Regions from separate parts of the Mus musculus genome. Here region 1 is linked to region 2. The links are chromatin contacts, called in public capture Hi-C maps. All regions are on one chromosome and are shown on one strand. Each heading gives the region's core, a stretch centred on a gene start, on an enhancer-like site or on the middle of the called end of the contact. The rest is flanking DNA. Distances are from core to core; before and after follow the strand shown. Region 1 has its middle 110 kb from the start of Qrfprl. Region 2 overlaps Grid2 (glutamate receptor, ionotropic, delta 2).

Region 1 (5,547 bases), core at 1,075-3,574, 620 kb before region 2:
CAACCCCCTGGGAAGTCTCCAGAGCCTAAGGAACTATAAAATCAGTCAGAACCCTAGAGACAGAGGTAACTAAAAAGCTGGGCCTGCAAGTCCACTAGGCGTCTCCATTCCTGAATGGAGAAACCCAATGAATGCTGAATAAAAGCTCTTTGCTTTTGTATACTATTTGAGTTTGGAGTATCATTCTCTGGAGATTCTTGAACCCTTACACCTTGTTATACTGTTAAAGGTGCTTTGTGCTCTTAATTCTGTTTTTAATTCTCTACCTACTTCTGCCAGTATTATTCTCTCCTGATCTTTTATGAAAATCAGATAATTATGTTTATGCTAATTCTCTTAACATTAAACCATATTTTCTTTTGCTAATGCAATCTTACACTCAATTTATAACGCATTTTATTTTTCATGAAAAACCATACTTTTACATTCCATATATAATTGTGTACAATCACAGGCTGTGTTGGACAGAACCCAGAACCTTTTGCCTGTTAGTAGGTAAGTGCTATACCACTAGGTTCATCCTCAGTCCAATATGCTACAATTAATTAATAAACAAGGACTTGCATTGAGCAAGCTAGGTCAAGCATTTAAAGATGCTTTTGAGGTATTGAGACAACATTCAATTAGGGACCTTCAATGCTCCTCAGAGCACACACACAAAATTACATGCTTTTCATTAACAATTATCCTCAGGTGATAGACAATTCCAGCTGATATGAGTGTCTCCTAGAGTGGAACCCACTTACAAATGGAGATGTGTAACGATGATTCTGAAGACTTGTATCTGGAAAATCACATCAATACCTGCAAAAACAAAAACAAAAGCAAAAGTAAAAACCAGATTTACAATCAGACCTTTCCAGCAAAGAAGAGGAAGGACAGGGAAGAGCTGTGAGTTTGAATACCTTTAGGATCCTGTGCAGCCAGACAGTGGTAGCACACAGTTTTAATTCCAGCACTTGGGTAGGATGCAAAGGCATGTGGATCTCTGTGAGTTCAAGGCTGGCCTGGTCTACAGAGTGAGTTCCAGGATAGCCAGGGCTATATAGAGAAACCCTGCCTTGAAAAACCAAACCAAAAAGTAAGAAAGAAAGAAAGAAAGAGAGAGAGAGAGAGAGAGAGAGAGAGAGAGAGAGAGAGAGAGAGAAGGAAGGAAGGAAGGAAGGAAGGAAGGAAGGAAGGAAGGAAGGAAGGAAAAAAGAAAGAAAAGAGAGGAAAGAAAGAAAGAAAGAAAGAAAGAAAGAAAGAAAGAAAGAACAAAAGAAGGGAAGGAAGTAAAGGAAGGAAAAGAAAGAAAAGCAAAGGAAAGGGAAAGAAAAGAAGAGAAGAGAAGAGAAGAAAAGAAAAGAAAAGAAAAGAAAAGAAAAGAAAAGAAAAGAAAAGAGAATTCTGTACAGTTCTGAGATGGTATCTTGTATTCAGTGAACTGACAAAAACTAAAGGCACATTTCTTTCAGTTTATAAATAAGCAAGTAAGTATATAGGTAGGTAGGTAGGTAGATAGATAGATGATAGATAGATAGATAGATAGATAGATAGATAGATAGATAGATAAGGAAAGAAGGAAAAAGAGAGAGAAAGAAATTTTAGTTGAATTTTAGGGGGAAAGTAAAAGCAACCACAAGACCATGACTTACCAAAAGATGGCCAACGCCTTAGGGAAATGTGCCAGGAATGGGGACATCATCAAAATCCAGAGACAACTGACTTGCCAGTTCAGTAAGGCTGTTCTCCAGAGACCCTTCCATTCAGTGATGAGGACTATCTCAGTTTAAAACACTGGGATACAACTGCTATGCATATGCCAATTCCTATGAATGAAGCCATCTCAGTTTCTAACTAAACTATCCCATTTTTGCCTTACTAGCATCACAAAACTCCAAGCTTCAGGATTTTTCTAAAGCAAACAGCTGTCCTCTTTATTAACAGGTTCTGCACTCATGAATCAAAAACATTAGGGGAAACTGTCTATCTTGAACATGTGCACCCAGTTTAGATAGTGTTTACATTATATTGGTCTTATAGGAATATAAAGATGTTTGAAAAGGATACTTCTAGGTTATGTGTAGATATCTTGCTGTTTGTAACAGACTCACCATCTGTGAATTGTGTATCTAAGGACATCCTGTAACCAGTCTTCAAGAGACTCTGAGGAAGAAACATACCAAAGAACACCCCAGTCAATGGACTAGTTGCTTTTTGTAAAATAGAATACATTGCACTTAGACATAAATTTTCTAATGAACTGTTGGGGTGACCTGCACCTGCACATAGTCTATCAAATGGCTATGTGGGTGTGCTCCTGTTTTTTCAAATGTTAATAGCTGTGCAGGCAGAGGTAAGTACTGGCAGGATACTTAGTATTGTCATTTCTATGGTCCATTACCTGCTTCCTACAAGTAAACGCTTTTCCTTCTTCACCCACTCACTCACTCAATTGATGATTCTCTGAGATTATCATGTTAAAAAGCAAGCTGCCACAGTGAAGGTCACATAGCCCTCAATGCCAAAAGGCAACACAGATTGGTTTAGACTAGATAAATAAGGAGTGTGATTTTTTTTCCAGAATAAAGACCTGGTGCCTGGACCTGGGGCAGATCCACAGGACAGAAGGACAGAAGCAGGAGACAGAAGCATGGCAAGAAGTAAAGCAATGGGATTCACATGGAGAGGTGCTGTGGCAGGGAAGTTGGGTTGAGTCTAGTGGGATAGCTGCAGAACTGCCCCAGCAAACAGGCCAACAGCCTTATACTATGCAGATATTTATGAGTCTTTATTCTTAAATCCCAAACAGGACCCCCAAAGCCCAACAATAATGAGCAATTTTATTAACTTCCTGCCATGTACTCAAGTGAAAAGTTACTCAACGTGTACTTAAGACCTTTACAAGAGAAAAAAAAAAAGGAAGAAAGAAAGAAAAAACTAATATAAAAATTGAGACAAAATGTGTTTTTGGCTTTAAAATCCACAGTGGATTGCTATCTATTTGTATAATATCCAATCTAGTAGGTATAAGGTGATCTCTTTGTAGATTTGATTTGCATTTTTCTATTTATAGAAGTGTATTTTATTTTGAGATTTTGTTTTGAGACAGGGTTATACTATGAAGTCCTGGCTGGTCTGACACTCACAGACTCGCCTGCCTCTTAACTCTCAAACCCTGAGGTTAAGTGTGTGAGCCACTACACCTCACTAGTTTTAGGTCTTTTATTTAATCCATTTTTTAGTATATATAAATATATATGGGTCTATATCCTTTCTTCTGTTTTGGGATTGTTATTTTAAGGAATGTCTATGGAACATTGACAAGGCCTATAATTCAAGCTCTTTAACTGTCAATGCTATACAACCTAGAATCATTTAGGAAGAGAAACTCAATTGAGAAATTATGTAGATCTGGTTAGCTTATGTGCATTTCAAGGGAGGATTTCTCTTGATTGTTAATTGACCTAGCCCACTCTGGGCAGCACTACTCCCTAAATTGGACCCTGAACTCTATAAATGAAGAATCTAATAAGCAATGACTCAAGGATAGATGTGTCACTGAAAAGCCCATTTCACCATGCATGACAACACATGAAAGCTGGATCCAGAGAGTTTCCTGTATAGCTTGCTGGTAGCTTAGCTATGCCTGCTCTCTCCAGCAGTTGTTGCCCTGGTGGAAGAGTCTTGTGAGTCTTGTAAGCTTTGGAGACTTCCAAAGTCTTAACATTTTTGTTTATTTCTTAAAACTTGTAAGTTTGCTTTACTGCCTGAGTTAATGAGCCTCTAACTAAAAGTAATATTTCAATTTAGAGGAAGTTGCCAGACAACAGAGATCTTTCTGTTAAACTGTATAATCTTTAATTAAATTTATTATGCTTCATTGTGTTTAGTAGATAGATCCCATAGAAATAAATGACTTGTTAAACAGTTACTTTTTCTATTATAAGTGACTTTGTCATCTTAATGTCTTAATTTGTTGTATATTGAAATGTGTACATATGTATGTGCATGTGCATTTTTGTTGCTAAGAATTGGGCCCAGGGTTCAATACTCTGACACTAAGCAAGAGTCCCTGCTGCTGGGTTTTTTTTTTAAACTTTATTTATTTATTTACTTACTTACTTACTTACTTACTTACTTACTTACTTACTTACTTGTTTGATTTTTCGAGACAGGGTTTCTCTATATAGCCCTGGCTGTCCTGGAACTCACTTTGTAGACCAGGCTGGCCTCGAATTCAAAAATCCGCCCGTCTCTACCTCTCAAGTGCTGGTATATAAGGCGTGTGCCACCACCGCCTGGCATAACTTTATTTTTTATTTATCAGTTCTTACTAGGTTTTTGTTGCTGTGGCTAGTATCTTTAGAATATATCTATGTAAGATAACAGGCTTGGATGAGGATGTGGAAAATGGGGAACTCATGGGCTAGTGGCACTAATACAGGTTAGTATAGGCATTATGGAAAATAACATGAAATTTCCTCATAAAACTTAAAGCAGAGCTACCACATGAAGTACAGTACAGAAACCTACTTTTGAATATTTTCCCAGATTAGTTGAAATCACTGTAGCAAAGAGACATCTGAGCTTCCACTAACACAGTCATGGGGTATGTATGTATGTATGTATGTATGTATGTATGTATGTATGTATACACAAGCACGTCCATGGCTAACCTCAAAACAACTAAACAGACATGATAGTACACCAGTAATGTTTGTGGGATATTCATTTCTAATTGATATTCTTAACTCTCAGTAAGTAAGTTCATTTGGGCTAAAGAAATAGTTCACCTTGATTTTGCCACCCTATTATAGCATTATTTAAAATGTATCTCGGGGTTGATGCTGAATTGTTGGTGATAGAGTAAGTTTTAAAGTACTCTTAAAGAACTTATATAAGTAATTGAAGTCAGCGATATATAAATTGAGATAGATAGATAGATAGATAGATAGATAGATAGATAGATAGATAGATGGACGGACAGACAGACAGACAGATAGATAGATAGATAGATAGAAAGGTAGATATGTTAGTTCATTCTATCAGTTTTGTTCCTTTAGAGAACCCTAATTAATATGGCTTTAAAATCATTTGCTCAAGACCTACATACTGAATTTGCTCTCTGAGGTACAAATTCGCCACTATTAGAAAACTCCATGGATTGAATCTATTTTCAGAAGCCACTTTAAATGCTAGGAAGACCCTAGAAAGCCCTGTATAGAAAGCTTCAAAGAAGTTTCTAGTGTGAGTTGATCACTTATTCCCCTCTTCTCTATTCCACCCATCTCCACTCCCATCTCCACACTTGCTCCTGAAGGCCCAAAGGACGATACTAGATCACTATATTGGCTCTTTGTCCTGTGCTCAATGAAGTTTTCCAAGGTTTTGTGGATTTTTATTTTGTTCATTGTTGTCATCGTGTGTGTGTGTGTGTGTCTGTGTGTGTCTGTGTGTGTCTGTGTGTGTCTGTGTGTGTCTGTGTGTGTGTGTGTGTGTCTGTGTGTGTCTGTGTGTCTGTGTGTGTCTGTGTGTGTGTCTGTGTGTGTCTGTGTGTGTGTG
Region 2 (5,442 bases), core at 1,653-4,152:
ATAAAATATACACATGTGACTAGATGTTTTATCAACAATTTAATGTTACCCATCTTACTGAGATTTTTATAATTCTCAAGAAAACCGTACTGTGGAACTTTAAATCTATATCTTAAAAAAAAAAATTAAATTTAGATGCCAAAAATCTTGCTAAGTGTCTATGGCACCCTACAATCAGGCATACTCATGAGATGAAGGGATCCACTTATTGGCACATGGCATGATCCCGTTCAGATACTTAATATTGGGGAAAGGGGAAGTGTTTCTGTTTTTTCCACAGAATGCTGCAAGAGCATGCCAGCTTCCAATGTGACAGGCTGACCTGTGAGTAGGAACTGACAGTGCCCTGACAGTGGTGACAAGAAAGCTGTATTGAGCGCACAAAGAAAGAAAAATCAGAGAGAGCACACACAAGCAAAATAAAGAAACTCTTCCTATCTCCGCCATGGGCTACAACAAGGAGAGCCGACCTGGCGTCAACTTGGAGACAACTAGAAAAGCTGAGGTGGAGGGACTGCTACAAGATTTCATCAGAGACACTGTTTTTGGCCATTCAGGCCAGCTCCTTATTTATAGTTATGAATGTTTGTACCTTACCTGTATGCTATATTGTTAATTTTAAAAGTTAAGATCGCCAATCTTGGCAAGTCTTTTCATATTCATTGTAATTCTTGTCATTTAACTAATTGTGTAGATCCTAAATTAGATAAAGAATCTACTGTTATGATTTTGTTAAAAAGACCTGCTTATGTTTTGCTGCCTGTAAAGTTAGGAAATGTTCCTTGGTTCAAAAATTCAGGATTACAAACTTTAAAAAGACTAAACGAACTTATTAGACCTAAGATTTGTAACAGCACTGGTTTTAGAAATTACTGCCTTAATTGCAATTTTAACTTTTACATTGTCCACCACAGCCTTAGTCCAGCAACTGCATACTGCTCATTTTGTAAATGATATGCATAAGAACATCTCTGTAGCCTTGTCAGAGCTACATATTATAGATAAAAAATTGGAAACAAAGGTTAACACCCTAGAAAAAGTAGTGCTAGCAATGGGGCAAGATGTTGCTAATATTAAGACCAGGTTAGCTACTAAATGTCATGCTTCTTTCCAATACATTTGTGTTACCCCCTTATCTTATAATCTCATTTACAGGGAGTATAAAAAGATACTGATATTTCTCATGACTTAGAACAGTTGAAGACGGTAATTTCGGATATTATTAAAAGTCACTTGGACACTTGGAACATTGATGAATTGGCTAGAGATTTAAAAAACAACCTTAGTGAATTGAACCCCCTGGATTGGGTTCAATATATTATCCTACTTGTTATTATTTTTGGCATTGTTTTACTAGTAATTGTGGTGTTTCCACTCATCTTTAAAGTGCTCCTGAGCTCTAGCTACGATGAGACGGGACACCCTGGAACTTCGGCTGAAAAATAAAAGAAAGGGAGAAATGCTACGCTCTCTGGTCGAGTCAACTGGACAAGCCGTAAGGCTTAAAAGTCACTCATGAGGCAAAAGAGTTTCAAGGAAGCTCTCCTCCTGGAGGCTAGTGTTCTCTACCCATACATTAATTTTTCATTCCCGAGTTCCAGTACTACGCTAGTCTAGAGTATGGATCCACGTGCTCTCTTTCAGTATTTTCCTATAAGTGCTCTGACATGGCTAAAGCCTTCCGCCAGTGTTCCAACAGTCCAAGGGCATCCTTGACCAAGATCAAGGGTTTAGAATTCAGCAAGATTGTAAAAGCTAAGTCACTCCCTTACACAGGAATTTACCATCGCTTAGGAAGAAGGAAGTTTCAGACCAAAGGAGAAACCAGAATAGATACTATAGCAGAGTTACACCCATACACATATTTACAATGGCCTAAGGGGAAGGTGGACTATACAAGAGACTAAAATAGGAACTATGGCAAGGACGCGAAGCCCTTGACCCTGGCTTCTAAGATTAGTGAATTTTAGGTGGAGCCCTTGTTGATCCCAGCTGTTATCAATGTATTCTATCCTGGGTGGTTCCCGTTAGACCTTTTGTGTTTGCATTCCTCTGTTTTATGTAAGATTCCAGTTACCTCAATTGTACCTTGCGAATATGTCACCCAACTTCCTTATTGTCCTCTGCATAAAAAGTCTGATGCTCGAGTTGTAAAATTACATTCAGATTCCACACAAACTCTCCTGCGTGTGTGTCTGTCATCATCCACGCTTTGCCCACCCGCGTCGAGAGACCCCGTTCCACGCAGACATAGGGACCCAGAAGGTCTGCGGCAATCCACCTTTCAAATGTTGCTCACTTGGAGTGTTGTCATAAGAGGGAGGTGAACTGATGTATTGAAACTATGAAAATGATTGTGGAGAGTAGTAGACTGTCACCATTTGTACCTTCAGAATTCCCAAATATGTACAAGGCCTTCCCAAGGAAAGGGCCCTGTGGTTAGCAACCGTGGTACCCTTTTGGGGACTTATTCTGTGCCAGCTTAGTAAGTGTCCAAGACCTGCAGTGAAGAAAGCCTTATGGTTCTGGGTAGCTCAACCCTCCCCAGGTTTCTTTAATGCATCCTTTCTTATTTTAGCTACCCATCTAAGTCAACACTGTTTTGAGCTCCAGTTTAAGGAGCCCAAGAAGCATACACGTGTGGCAATTGCTGGCAGGGATAAGCCTCATTCAAATACACAATTATGTGATTAAGGATTCTTGCTGGACCCACCCACTATTGCCATTTAAATGATACTGCTAAGAAGCTAGTTTAGAGATTCAGTTGTGTAACATTAATACTGTAGAGATGCCGGAGAGATGACTGGGTGAGCAAAGTGCTCAATGTGCAAGCACGAGGCTTGATTTTGATTCTCAGAATCTAAGGAGGAAAGTCATGCATGCTGGTGGGAGTTATGATCCCAGAGCTGGGGACGGGGAGACAGGTGGCTGTCTGGGTCTCTCTGGTCAGCCAGTCTAACCACCTTTGCAACTTCCAAGCCACCACGTGAGAGACCTTGTCTCAAAGAAACAATTTAGATGTTGTCATGGAAAGGTTGGCTTTTGCTTCCATGCTCATGTGCAAACATGTGTATGAACACAAACACCACCTGAAACAAAGACACACACACACACACACACACACACACACACACACACCAAGGTAAGATTAATAATTTCTAGAGACCTGCTGTACATTTGCCTATAGCTAACAATACCATATTGTACACTGGAGTTCCTGCTAGTAGCATAATGCTAATTTAATGGTTCATTGCATCATAATAGAAACAACACAGTGCCCTTCAGGAATTTGCTTATCAAAAGGCACTAAATAGTCAGAGCATCTTTAGATACCCCAGAGGAGAACTTTAGTTAGCTTTGAAGAAAGAATTCTGCTTTAATTTGTGTTTATAATGAAATATAAAAGAATGTTACAGCAATGTTTGCTCAATGAGAATACAGTTGCCCTTAGTGTGTGTGGAGAATAGTCCTAGGATCCCCCAGTGGATTTCAAAGCTGGAGGAAACTCAGGGCGCTTACGTAAGATGACATGTTGACTACCTAGAACACTCTTTCCCCAGATACACACCATCTGTGGTGTTCTGAGTGAAAATGTCCCCCAGTAGGCTCATGTGATTGAACATTTGACTCCCTATTTGGAGAATCCCTTGGGAAGATTTAAGAGGTGTGGCCTTACTGGAGAAAGTACATCACTGGAGATGAGCTTTTTTTTTTTTTTTTTTTTTTTCCATTTTTTATTAGGTATTTCGCTCATTTACATTTGCAATGCTATACCAAAAGTCCCCCATAGCCACCCACCCCCTCTCCCCTACCCACCCTCTCCCCTTTTATGGCCCTGGCGTTCCCCTGTACTGGGGCATATAAAGTTTGCGTGTCCAATGGGCCTCTCTTTCGAGATGAGCTTTTTAGAGCTTAAAGGCTCATTCCATTCTTCAGTTCTCTTTCTGCTTTGTCCTTGCAATTAAAGCTGGGAGCTCTCCTGCTGTAATGCCTGCTACTTGCTGCCTGCCTCCCTGCTCTGATGGACTCTGATCCCTCTGCAACCAAGAGTCACATAATCCCTCTCATGGTGTTTTATCTCAGCAACAGCAAATTGCTCATATATCACCCCTTATATCCTTTGATTTCCAGTTATATAAAAATCACAGGACCATCTAAATAGTCGTTATGTTGTCCTGTTTAGGGCACAGTGACAAGAAAAAAAAATGAAGTCTCATGAGTTCAGTGCAGACACATCTCTCCTTTTCAGGAAATCTGTGATCTTTAATGACTCCGTGAGCATATGGATACAGAAGACCAAGGACCCCAGCGCTAGCCACGCCCCTCTATCATCACACTGGTCAGTGTCTGGGATGCTGAAGTTTCTTCCACGGTTGCCTGTGACCTGTGACTACTGAGTTTTCTCGAGAAGCCCATTTGCTCTATCCCTGGAGTGCAGGCGGGCATTTATTGGTTGAATATGCATAATTTTGCTATGGCGGCTCTGCTCTCACTCACTGAGGCCGTTTTATAATTTATTCCATTTTCTATGAATCCATCCATCCATGCAATAAATATTTCAGGAGAGACTCATGCCAAACATTCCTTGTGCACAAAATTAATTCCCCACCACGACAGTTCGACTGTTCGTTCAGGCAGAGCGACCTGGCAGGACTTCCAGTGTCTCCACTTTGTGAGGCTTTAGTCCTCTCATTCACAGAGGATCGGATTACAACCTCCTAGCTTTCCCTTAATCACGTCTGAAACCTGTGTTCCATTCACTTATGTTGGCTCACAGCCTCTCAGTGTTTCTTGATATTTGAGGAATATTTTCACTTAGAAACAAATGTCAAACTATACAAATTATACTTCAGCTATTTAAATTCTAATGGGGTTAGATGCAGTCCATGGGAAGACTTTGGTTGTGGAGTTTTAAGTTTGTGTAAGTAAGTGAAGACCACAGGGTAAGGAGAGAATGGAGTGTCCTGTCTGGAAGCCCTTCAAGTTCTGAGAAGCCACAAAGGTCTCTGTACTCGGTAGACCTCACGACGACACAGCTCAGGTGGCTGTGGCACTGTAGCAAGACCCTTGCTTCAAAGATATATGGAGAAATTGAGTCATAGAATTCTCCAGTCACCCACCAGCCACATTCTGAGCATGCCACACCACATTCTAGGTAGGATACAGGCTGGCTCGGGATAGAACACGGTAAGGCTTGTAGACCCGGAATTCTGCACATCCTTCCTATTAAATGCTTCTAGAAGCTCCATTGGAGTCTCATCATACCCCTTTATCATTTAGAAACACTTTATATAAGGAGCAGTTGGAGTAAGGTCAGTAAACTGTAAACTTCTTTCTTTAAAAAAAAAAAACAACGAAATGAATTCGTGTAAATCTTCACAGTACTTTTTTAAGTGGAACTTGAAAGCACACCTAGAGGAGAGTTTCGACGTTTAGATATAA

Evidence for each region. Capture Hi-C pulls out chosen DNA fragments and counts their contacts.
Region 1: a contact with region 2 is called in a capture Hi-C map of embryonic stem cells, with 3 times the contacts expected there. The contact joins two enhancer-like sites. A contact is called at or near these places in 1 of 115 datasets of contacts at active chromatin or transcription factors (embryonic stem cells) and 1 of 9 other capture datasets (embryonic stem cells).

What each region holds. Positions count from the first base shown.
Region 1 is chr6:65,267,753-65,273,299 of GRCm38.p6, reverse strand. No RefSeq gene overlaps it. Among named protein-coding and RNA genes, the nearest start is that of Qrfprl, 110 kb to the left of the region's middle. Within about 2 kb of position 2,324, at least 3 of the 459 cell types and tissues checked have an H3K27ac peak or open chromatin away from gene starts, as enhancers often do. A contact at or near this core is called in embryonic stem cells, where this site is marked.
Region 2 is chr6:64,650,216-64,655,657 of GRCm38.p6, reverse strand. The region is part of intron 14 of Grid2 (glutamate receptor, ionotropic, delta 2); the gene reads right to left. Among named protein-coding and RNA genes, the nearest start is that of Gm35851, 76 kb to the left of the region's middle. Within about 2 kb of position 2,902, at least 9 of the 459 cell types and tissues checked have an H3K27ac peak or open chromatin away from gene starts, as enhancers often do. A contact at or near this core is called in embryonic stem cells, where this site is marked.